Linked DNA regions of Rattus norvegicus: all the other regions are linked to region 2. Evidence: chromatin contacts called from public Hi-C data. All regions are on one chromosome and are shown on one strand. Each heading gives the region's core, a stretch centred on a gene start, on an enhancer-like site or on the middle of the called end of the contact. The rest is flanking DNA. Distances are from core to core; before and after follow the strand shown.

Evidence for each region. Hi-C and Micro-C count contacts between places; a contact is called where the count stands out from the background.
Region 1: a contact with region 2 is called in a Hi-C map of Schwann cells, with 5 times the contacts expected there. The contact joins the promoter of Cert1 here to the enhancer-like site in region 2. A contact is called at or near these places in 4 of 12 Hi-C or Micro-C datasets (the Rat2 cell line, Schwann cells, kidney and 1 more) and 1 of 1 datasets of contacts at active chromatin or transcription factors (oligodendrocytes).
Region 3: a contact with region 2 is called in a Hi-C map of the A7r5 cell line, with 2.3 times the contacts expected there. The contact joins two enhancer-like sites. A contact is called at or near these places in 4 of 12 Hi-C or Micro-C datasets (the A7r5 cell line, liver and mammary epithelial cells).

Annotation. Positions count from the first base shown.
Region 1 is chr2:29,615,421-29,618,654 of GRCr8, forward strand. It overlaps Cert1 (ceramide transporter 1), which reads left to right and starts at 1,782. Exons shown (of 18, transcript NM_001108935.1): 1 at 1,782-2,301. The coding sequence starts at 2,206. Polk (DNA polymerase kappa) reads right to left here and starts at 1,540. Exons shown (of 15, transcript NM_138516.1): 1 at 1,372-1,540.
Region 2 is chr2:29,504,274-29,507,537 of GRCr8, forward strand. Ankdd1b (ankyrin repeat and death domain containing 1B) reads right to left here. Exons shown (of 15, transcript XM_008760686.4): 10 at 2,726-2,824. Among named protein-coding and RNA genes, the nearest start is that of Ankdd1b, 43 kb to the right of the region's middle. Within about 2 kb of position 1,913, at least 18 of the 93 cell types and tissues checked have an H3K27ac peak or open chromatin away from gene starts, as enhancers often do. A contact at or near this core is called in the A7r5 cell line, Schwann cells and kidney, where this site is marked.
Region 3 is chr2:29,587,049-29,590,428 of GRCr8, forward strand. The region is part of intron 3 of Polk (DNA polymerase kappa); the gene reads right to left. Among named protein-coding and RNA genes, the nearest start is that of Polk, 28 kb to the right of the region's middle. Within about 2 kb of position 1,938, at least 45 of the 93 cell types and tissues checked have an H3K27ac peak or open chromatin away from gene starts, as enhancers often do. A contact at or near this core is called in the A7r5 cell line, where this site is marked.

The sequences.
Region 1 (3,234 bases), core at 532-3,031, 110 kb after region 2:
ATCACCATACAAAAACCTTCCTGTGCTTAAAATATTCTGGCCTTTAGTACAATGGACCCACGTAGCAAGGCAGTTCCTCATACAGCAACACTAAATAGAAGGAAGTAATTTTCACCCAAGCAAGCGGGAGTTGGGTGTTGGTAGTCACAATTACTCAAAACCAAAATGAGTCACAAAATAAATTGAAGGTTTTATTTAAAAATTAAACATAACATTAACATAATTTCTGTTATTCTAAATGGCATTGTGAAGTGAATTCCTCAATGTTTACAAGCATGTTTATTTAAGAGCAGTGATTCTAAAACCTAGTACAAGAATCAGAAAGTCTTAAACATATTTGACTCAGAAAGGAAAGCAAACTATTCTAAATGTATACTCTTGTAATTTACAAAGTCTCTCTCTCTCTCTCTCTCTCTCTCTCTCTCTCTCTCTTTCTCTCCCCCCCTTGGGTTATGTTTTAACACCTTGACAAGGTATTCTTAAAAGCTTTATCTCTTAAGATTTTAATCATTTGAATGGTTTTCAATTATGTTTGTCATGACTTTATGATGGAAACTCATTTGTATCTGACATACAGCAGATTTAGACTCTATTGTATTTAGTGTCTCCACTAACGCTTCTACACGAGTACATCTCAGGGTTACTGCCTATCATTACGTAGAGTGTAGGACTCTTCTATTGCTCCCAGAGTTTTTTGTTTGTTTCATAATCATTGTGCCTTAACACCCGAAACACTCAAAATTTCCTCTTACTTTCCCATCTGGGTAGCAAGCAGAAATTCTTTTTTACAATTTAATAAGGAAATTCAAAGTTGTAAATTATCAGTAATTTGATAGCTATCTATTGTCTAATTCCTTATTATTTAGTAAAACTCGCGTTTTGATCTTAATGATAGAAAGTTTCTATTCAAACTTTCCTGTCTTTCGGGAAGGAAGAAGATGGTTAACTCAGGGTCTCCGGGGGAGATACTTGCTTACAACTAAGAGAAAACTTCAGGATATAATAATATCCTTATATCTGCTTTTAAAAAGTTCTTTAAACGTCATTTGTTCTCTGACAATCTCAACATTATTTTCCACAAGATAAAAATTCTATAAATTAACAAAGCGAAAATAGCCTGAAGGAATTCTTCCTTTGACAGCAGTAAACCTCAAGTATTAAATCTATTTCCGAAGACACAGACAGTAGTCCTTCGGAATTAGCAGTGACGGTTTTAGAGAGGAAAAAAAAATCTTCAGTTTGCGATTGGAGAGATCATAAACTCCTAACCTGAGTAAAGCGACTGAGCCTCTATCATTTTTTGACCAGGCAAGTTGCAAAGATGTTCCCGGGCTTTCCGGAAAGCAGCGTCTCACCACCCAACATCCTCACCTGAGGGTTCTCACGTCCCGATTCGCAGGCTCGTCATAAACACGCAAGGCAGAATCGGAAGCCAGGCTGGACCGAAGGGGCACACAACTGTCAAAAGAAGCCCACTTGCTCTCAGAAGGTTCCCCTAGGCAACCAGTCTTTCGCGCGCCCAGGACACACACACTAGTTGCCTAGGATTGCGACTACAACTCCCAGGAGGCTGCGCGGCGGACAGAGCGCCGGCCTTCCCAGAATGCAGCGCAGCAGTTTCCCTGTTCAGCTCTCTCCTTTCCCCGCTCCGCCTCCTTCCCTACCCGTCGTCACTCGGGAGGGCCGGAGGTAGGGAGCGTCGAGAGCCACCGGGAGGGGCCCGGGGCGGGGTGGAGGGAGGATGGGAGGACGGAGGGGAGGGAGCTGAGAGAGGAGGGAGGGTAAATAGTGGACCCGGCAGGAAGATGGCGGCTGTAGCGGAGGTGTGAGTGGATCTGGGTCTCTGCTGTTGGCTTGGCTCTTCCCGTCTTCCTCCCCCTCCTCCCTCCCTGACTGAGGTTGGCATCTAGGGGGCCGAGTTCAGGTGGCGGCGCCGGGCGCAGCGCAGGGGTCACGGCCACGGCGGCTGACGGCTGGAAGGGCAGGCTTTCTTCGCCGCTCGTCCTCCTTCCCTGGTCCGCTCGGTGTCAGGCGCGGCGGCGGCGGCGCAGCGGGCGCGCTTCGTCCCTCTTCCTGTTCCCTCACTCCCCGGAGCGGGCACTCTTGGCTGTGCCATCCCCCGACCCTTCACCCCAGGGACTAGGCGCCTGCACTGGCGCAGCTCGCGGAGCGGGGGCCGGTCTCCTGCTCGGCTGTCGCGTCTCCATGTCGGATAACCAGAGCTGGAACTCGTCGGGCTCGGAGGAGGATCCGGAGACAGAGTCCGGGCCGCCTGTGGAGCGCTGCGGAGTCCTCAGCAAGGTGAGCAGCCCGTGGGGCCACGGATCCACTGCCTGGACTCACCTGCCGCGAGACGAGGGGAGCTGCTCGGGACCTGGGGTGGGGCTGGACCGGGAGGCACGGACTGTCCCGGGGCGGGGGCTGCGGAATGTGCTGGGGTGCGGGGCCGAAAGGTCGTTTTGGAATGAGTGCCTCGCCAGGGATGGGATAGGAGGTGCTTGGGACTGTCCTTACTCCTAGACCCCCTAATCTCTGGATCTTGTCAGCTTTGGTCGAGGACCTTGGAAAGCTTGTGTTAAATCTACGATCTAGTTTGGAAGGCAAGGTGCATCTGGTAACTTGGAACCTAAGGCCGCAGCTGTCTGGGGTGTAGGAATCTGGGTTGGGCAGGCGTGGTGTCTGAAGAAGTACTGGACACGGGGACAGTTAAATCGACCTTTAAAACTATCTTTTGGAGCCCCCCCCCCACACACACACCAGAATGGGGGGAGGGGTGTTCAGCTCTAATGGGTGTAATTTAGGCAAACCAGTTGATTGGCTTTGGCCTTGAAATCTGAGATCGTAAACTTCGAGGTGTGAGTGATCTTTGGTGTAGAAAGTGTGTGCGGCACTTCTGTACTTTGCCCCTCCTTGTCCAAGTTCAGAAAGGAGCTATTGAATTGGCACGCTGTGGATAAGAAATATTAATAGTAAGTTGAAACGTGTCAGAGTGAAGACCGACCTTTAGTTCAGGAAAAGGAGCATTTTTTTTTTTTTTTTAGTAATTCAGTATTTGTGCAGAAAAGAAAGACATTTTTTGTTGTTTTGTTTTATTTTCCCTCTGTACTTTTAAAAACTCTTCAATTTTCTTTCTTCTTTTCTTTCTTTTTTTTTTAAAGCCTAGAGTGCATTTATAGGGTTGAAAATGAGTGATCTTGTTAATATTTCACAGTGTGTTGTATTTTACGTTTTTGT
Region 2 (3,264 bases), core at 663-3,162:
TCCCTTGCCCTCCCCCTCCCCCTTGCTGTCCGTGCTCTGTCCTCTGGTTCAGCTCTTCTCTGCTCCCTGGCTGTCCACTGTTCTCCCCAGTTTGCTCTCATGCTCTCTCACAGATGGCCCTGGCCATGTCCAATCTGCTTTCTCTTCCCTCTGCTCTAGATTCTTCCAGGTGCCTCATGATGTTCTTCTCTCTCTCTCTCTCTCTCTCTCTCTCTCTCTCTCTCTCTCTCTCTCACACACACACACACACACACACACACACAATAAAATCCCTCCCCCTAGTTTGGAGTGGTCACATCAGCAGTTTCTTTACTGTGCCCCCTCTCATACAGTGAGTTGTGATGAGACATATATAAACTATATATTAAATATATAGGAATACTTGGTAACTATTAAATCAAGTTTGGAATTAAGTGTGGTCATGGATCTGTAGTTCCAGCCGCAGGGAGACCAGGGCAGAAGGACTTCTTGAGCCCAGGAGTTTGAGGCCCATCTGAGAAGTGTAATGAGATCTTGTCGCAAAAGTTTTCTTTCAGTGCAAAGTGCCTAGAGTAGTGAAATTCATAGACTGGAAGGGTGGCATTCTCTAGGCCTAGGGATCAAGAAATGAGAAGCTCTGTGATGTCACAGAACTATACACTTAAACACAGTTTAAATGGTAACTAATGTCATATGCATTTCACCATAATAAAATGGCTTCAAAGATTTCTGAAAGGGAAAAACTATTTATGGCATAATATTAGCTTTAGGAGGGATCTGGAGAGATGGCTCAGCGGTTAAGAGCACTAGCTGATCTCCCAAAGGATGCTGGTTCAATTCCCAACACCCACAAGCTCGCAACTGTAACTTCAGTTCCTGGGAATCCTACACCCTCGCACAGACATACATGCAGGCAAAACACCAACGCACTTGAGATAAAAACAAGTTGATTTTTAAAAAGCTTTAGGAGACACTCTAGCTGGCTAAGCTTAATTTATAAACTCACGGAAAACGAGAAAAAATGCATTGATACTATTAAAAGTGATATTAAAGATGGGGGTGACTAAAGTTTATTTTATTGCCTTTTTTTACTCTTTTTTTTCCCATTTTCTACGTTGTTATGTAGTAAGAAGTAAAGGACTGAATTTCTTGGGAGAGTCATCTCTTTCTATGAAGAAGATAAAAGTGCAGTCCACGTAAACGGAGGATCATCGCCCTGACCTCCTACAGAAAGGACTGGTGTGAAGACATCTGCACAGGCAGGAACCTTGAATGTGACCAGACCCACTGCTCCACCAGGCAGAGAAAGCCACGTCCCTGAGTCAAGTGCTACACAGTAGCTTGAAGCAGGAGGTCTCTTCCTACCAAAAAAGGCAAAGCCAAGTCATCAGACAGCACCTAGAAAAGGCCGCCAGCAGGTGGCAGTGTGCCTCTCTGAGGGCTTATCACCCAGCACAAGAACCAACAAGCCCATGGAAAGGCTGTCTACACCAACCAGCACAAGTGTGCTGTGTCAACAAACGCATGCTTTGACATACCGCTCTCAGTCGAGAACACAGGAAACAGCAAAACAAAAGCTGCCTCTCTTCGGTGGGGCCAAATGAACATTTGCTTTCTAAAACCATACTTATATACCTTATGTGAAAAATATAAATCCTATTACTTTTGTATGTACATTACTGATGTAACTTAAGTTTGAACCAATGTGGCCAAGTTGTGTAACTGGCACTCCTCCCCTCGAGTGGATCAAGCCAGTTCTGGAGAAGCCAAAATCATATGTGAACGAACACAAGGCTTTGTCTATGTGAAAAAGATTTGAAGCATTAGTAAGTTTGAATATTCAAACGCTTTTAATAACCAGTGAGGTCTGCTCCCAACTTGTGGGCTGGTGTGACACAGAAGAGGGAGGAGGGAGGAACAGAGAGCCGTAAGTCTCCTTGCTCTGGTCAAAAATTAACCAAGAGGCTTGAGCTGGAAAAAACCTGAAGGGAACCAGTCATGCTGTTTCAACAGATAAGGAAATGGCCACAGTGGAGGCTGGGACAGGTGTGCTCCTGCACAACGGCTTTTCCTAATCTAGAGGGCATAATCAGAGACAGCCTGGAAGAGAGGCAACTCAGAGGCTGCGTGTGACTCCCCACCCCAGCCCCCAAGGCTTCCCACTGCCCCTGGAAGAGGCTACACCAGAGGCAGAGGGGCAGAGAGGGACAATCAACCACCCACTGCTGGCTGCTCCACCACCTCCATCTCCAGGCGTGACAGGTGGCTTTTATAGGGCATTTGATTCCGTCCCAGTTCATTGACTACCTGGTAATCTTTTTATTTGTTTTAATTCTAATTGGTCTCTTTTGCCTTCTGGTGTAGAAAGATACTTGATGTGGAAACAAAGCTTCCTTCTCATGGGGACCAGCTCCTAGCCAAGGACAACCTTTCACACTGTAGGTGTGGCTTTTGATTTAAGAGTTTCTGGCAACTTGCTTTGGTATCGTTTATCGAAAGCTCTAGCCAAAAATGAACAACTTGATTACCTACGCACAGAATCTTTGCCTCTGCAAAAAGCAGCAGTGTGGGGACAGCAGAGAGGTTACAGAACTAATGAAAAAGAGACACGTGCCACCCCCCCTCCCCAAGAATCGTTTTAAGCACCTCCAACCTAAACAGGACTTCCTGCTGACACACTGTGTTGAAACCTGGAAATTTCACGGTGAAACATAAGAGCAGAGTGCCCATGCTCCAGCCTGCTTACCTGATCTAAGGCGTCAACATCATGCTGAGCACTTAACAGGCTATCCACAACTGCGGGACGGTTGTTGATGACTGCTAAGTGAAGAGGGGGCTCCTTAGTCTGCAGAAAGAAAAGCATCTGGCTTCAGGATTCAAAGCCCTGATCTCTGAGAGTTATACCAGTCCACCCAGTGTCGGATCCACAAGAAGCCCTGAGCCATCACCACCATCCGCAGGTTGCCTGTCATTCTGGGCATACACAACAAGCACCTACTAAGGACCATTTTTTTCAGGGGCTAGAGATTTATCTTTTTCAATAAAGTGACTCGGGTATTTAGTTTTAAGGTTTAAGTAATTTAGAGGAAATGTCAAAGGTGCTGGGGCGGTGTGTGTGTCGAGGGAGGGCTGACCCTTCTGGAAGCTAGAAAAGACTTCCTTGAAGAAATGACAGCTGAGCTTGGTCACAGATAAGGAAGTGTTAAGAAGCCTCAACTGATGACTTCTCCAAGCCTTCAGGGAGCCACAGGACAAAAGGAGTGGCTACAGAGGAGGAAATGTATA
Region 3 (3,380 bases), core at 688-3,187, 83 kb after region 2:
CCAGGCTTGTCTATAGCTTGATCTTATGGAGGCGTTCTCTCAGGTCAGAGTCTCTCTTCCCTGATTCTAGCTGGTGTTAGGTTGACATAAAACTAGGCAGGACAAGAGCTAATGTCAGAAATTGTTATTCTATACAAATCTATAACAATGCAGAATTGTAATCTTTAAAAACTTTTTGCCTCTTCACAGAAAAACGATCGGATTGAACAGCAAAAAAAGAAATGAATATAGACAAAATAGGTGAGTCAAGAAAAGTTTACATGGCAAACATGCTCATACCCTGTTTGTAGGGGCTGCCTGCACTCATGCTTTAAATGTGGGTTTCCAGCTTACCCTGCAAAGGGTGACTGGGGACAGTGTTAATTTTAACAACCTATAAGATCTAACAAGAGATAGTGAAGGAAGAGGGAAGGGATGAGTCACACTGTGAGGCTTCCTCTGGGCAGCTGCACGCTTGCACCAAGTACAAGAGAGAACTTCACGGAAGAGACTGTCCCAGCGTTAATGGTGAGCGTGAGGAGTTTTCCCTCCTGGTTTGCATTCTACATCATAACGTAAATCACAACAGACAGTAGCTGTAGAACAAGCACAGCACAAGCAGAACATAACCTGCTACTGAAAGGATCGACAGAGGCAAAACACTGCAACCGAGTTGAGAGAAACCAGTGAGCTCTTACATGAAAGCAACTGTGTCGCGTGGAGAGCCACGAAGGTAGGCTGTGCCTGCCCACCTCCCAGGCCCATGCTGTCTTCAGCCTTGCCCTCATTTACAGAATACTTGTTTCATGGTCTTCCCTAGAGCAGACACACTCGCCACCCACTAGCTGGAGATTAAAATTGCAATTCTTCTCTTAGAAACAAGGCCTCCGAATTCCATCTGCCTGTAGCAGGCACTGACAGTGTACAGAAGGCCTATCTCCTGCTGGGTCTGCCACTCTCACTGACCTGAGGGACTCTGCCTTCTTGGACTGCCCGTATCTAGAATACCTGTCTGAGTTCTGCCACACCTCTCATCGGTCAACTCAAACTTCCCATGATACTCAGGTGCAGCTTTGTCTTTGTGCCAGAGAACCAATGTTCTCTTTTTTTCTTGTTTCCATGTGGCCCTTATTGTATTAGATAAGCTATAATAATTACAACATGCCTAAAATATGAATGAGGTAAGAATAAGGGAGTGGCATCTGAAATATTTTGGCTTGGAATAATATAGGGAAGCAAAAGATGAGTAGAAAGCAAACCAGGAGGGAAAACTCCTCACTCATGATTAACGCTGGGACAGCCTCTCTGTGAAGTTCTCTCTTGTACTTAGTGCAAGCGCGCAGCTGCCCAGAGGAAGCCTCACAGTGTGACTCATCCTTTCCCTCTTCCTTTACAACCCCTCGTTAGTCACCCACCCGTCCTGTCTGAATGCTTTCTGTTCTCCCAGATGCAGTGTCTCAGCTTCCAACGTTTCTCTCCCTTTAGCTCCCATTCATACCTCATTTATCACACTTTCCCCTGAAGGCCTTTCACAGGCTACTCGGGTTGTAACGTCTACCTTCTTCCTCCTGTTACTTCTGGGAACTTGTGTGTCACTGGGGTTAAAAATAGGGACTTTCCTCTGTGTCTCAGCAATGCCTCTCATTAGGCACATGACCATGGTTACATTAGCCCTCTCTTAGATCCTTATTGATAATAAGCTAATGACAAAGGTTGTTGAAGGAATGAAGAGATGCTTGTAAGTGTTCTTGGAGAGAGATAAGGCAAGGGCTTGCTGACTACCCCTCGTTTTAAGGTATTAGGGACAGTTAATGAGTATGTCATGTAATATGCTAAGTGCTTCCCATATAAACTCACTAGTCAAAATAATTCTGAGATTACAATTATTAGTCTGATGAATGAGAAAATGAAAGTTTACAAAGATTAAGAAATTTGTTCTGAGTCATAGAGCTGACAAATGGGAGAGCTGGACTTGAAAACAGGCTACTCTTTCATTGTCTTATGATCCTCTCTAACACAGGCTTTGGCTTTTTTTGTTTGTTTTTCTTTTTCTTTTTTTGTCTTTGTCATTGCTGTTGTTTGTTTTGGAGACTCTTTGTGTAGTCCTGGCTGTTCTAAACCTACTATGTAGACCAGGCTGGCCTAGAAGTCACAGAGACCCACCTGCCTCCTGAGTGCTGGGGTGAGAGGTGTGACTACCACATGTGGCTAACAGACTGAATAGTCTTTAATGCTGAACAAATTCAGACCAACTCTAGTCTTTTTTTTTTTTTTTTCTTTCTTTTTTTCGGAGCTGGGGACCGAACCCAGGGCCCTGTGCTTGCTAGGCAAGCGCTCTACCACTGAGCTAAATTCCCAACTCCTTAGTCTTATAGTTTATATCTACACTCTATGCTAATGTAATTTCTGTTTTTAAAATCATCAATTTCTACTACATTTAGGACAATATTTGGAAATACTACTTTTTATTTTGACTTAGTTTCTCCATAAAGTCTACTGAGATGGTCCAAGTTAGTAGAGGCAGCTGTTGAAATGGCCGGAATGCACTGATTGGCTGTGCAGACTTCACGTAACGAATTCGGATGCTTGCTTACTCAGTTTATGAGCTCATTAGAAGACACTTTATGACAACAGTCAGGCGACTGTGCCTTCCAGGAGTGTATGAGAGTGGAGTCCAGTGGAGAATATTCAAGGAGGGTCCAAATGGACGGCCCAGCTTCTGCATGCAAACTTCTTCCCTCAGTCCGACTAGCAGGCATTTACACTATCACGTCACACAGAATAAGATCTAGCATGTGGAAAATGGGAGTCCAAAATAGAAACATTTCCTATGAAAATATCTCTGTTCTCTGAGACCTTCTTGTCTCCTTGGAACTTCCTCAGCCTCCTCCCCTATACACAGCTTCTTTTAGAGGAAGCTCGACAAATGAAACGATTAAATAATCAACATAAAACACATTTCCTACCACTCCTGTTCTGAGAGATGCCATCGAGGCTCCCATAAAACACTCAACCCAACTGGAACCAAATCTGAGATTCTGCTGCTCAATGAAAAGCACTTTCTGTTCTTTCAGGTCATCAGCAGCTTAAACTGCAAAAATCCGTACGAACCCTCAAAGTCAGAGCAACACACCAGCTATGTTCCTCTGTGCCTGTAAAGCTTCTAGCAAACGTACGTGTAGATTACAGATCAACAAAACTCAGCAGCCCAAAAGCAAACTGTTTACAGAATAAAGGCAATTTAAAGACAACATTGTTTTCAACAGAACACAATTGTTTAAACTTGGAAAAAAAATCCTTCACACTTTAACTGAAACATTTTGTATGTCTGCTCAGTGAAAGTTACTATTAAGGGAGTCAGTCAAAAGATAAGTTAAACTAGAAGAAAATATTTGCAAAAC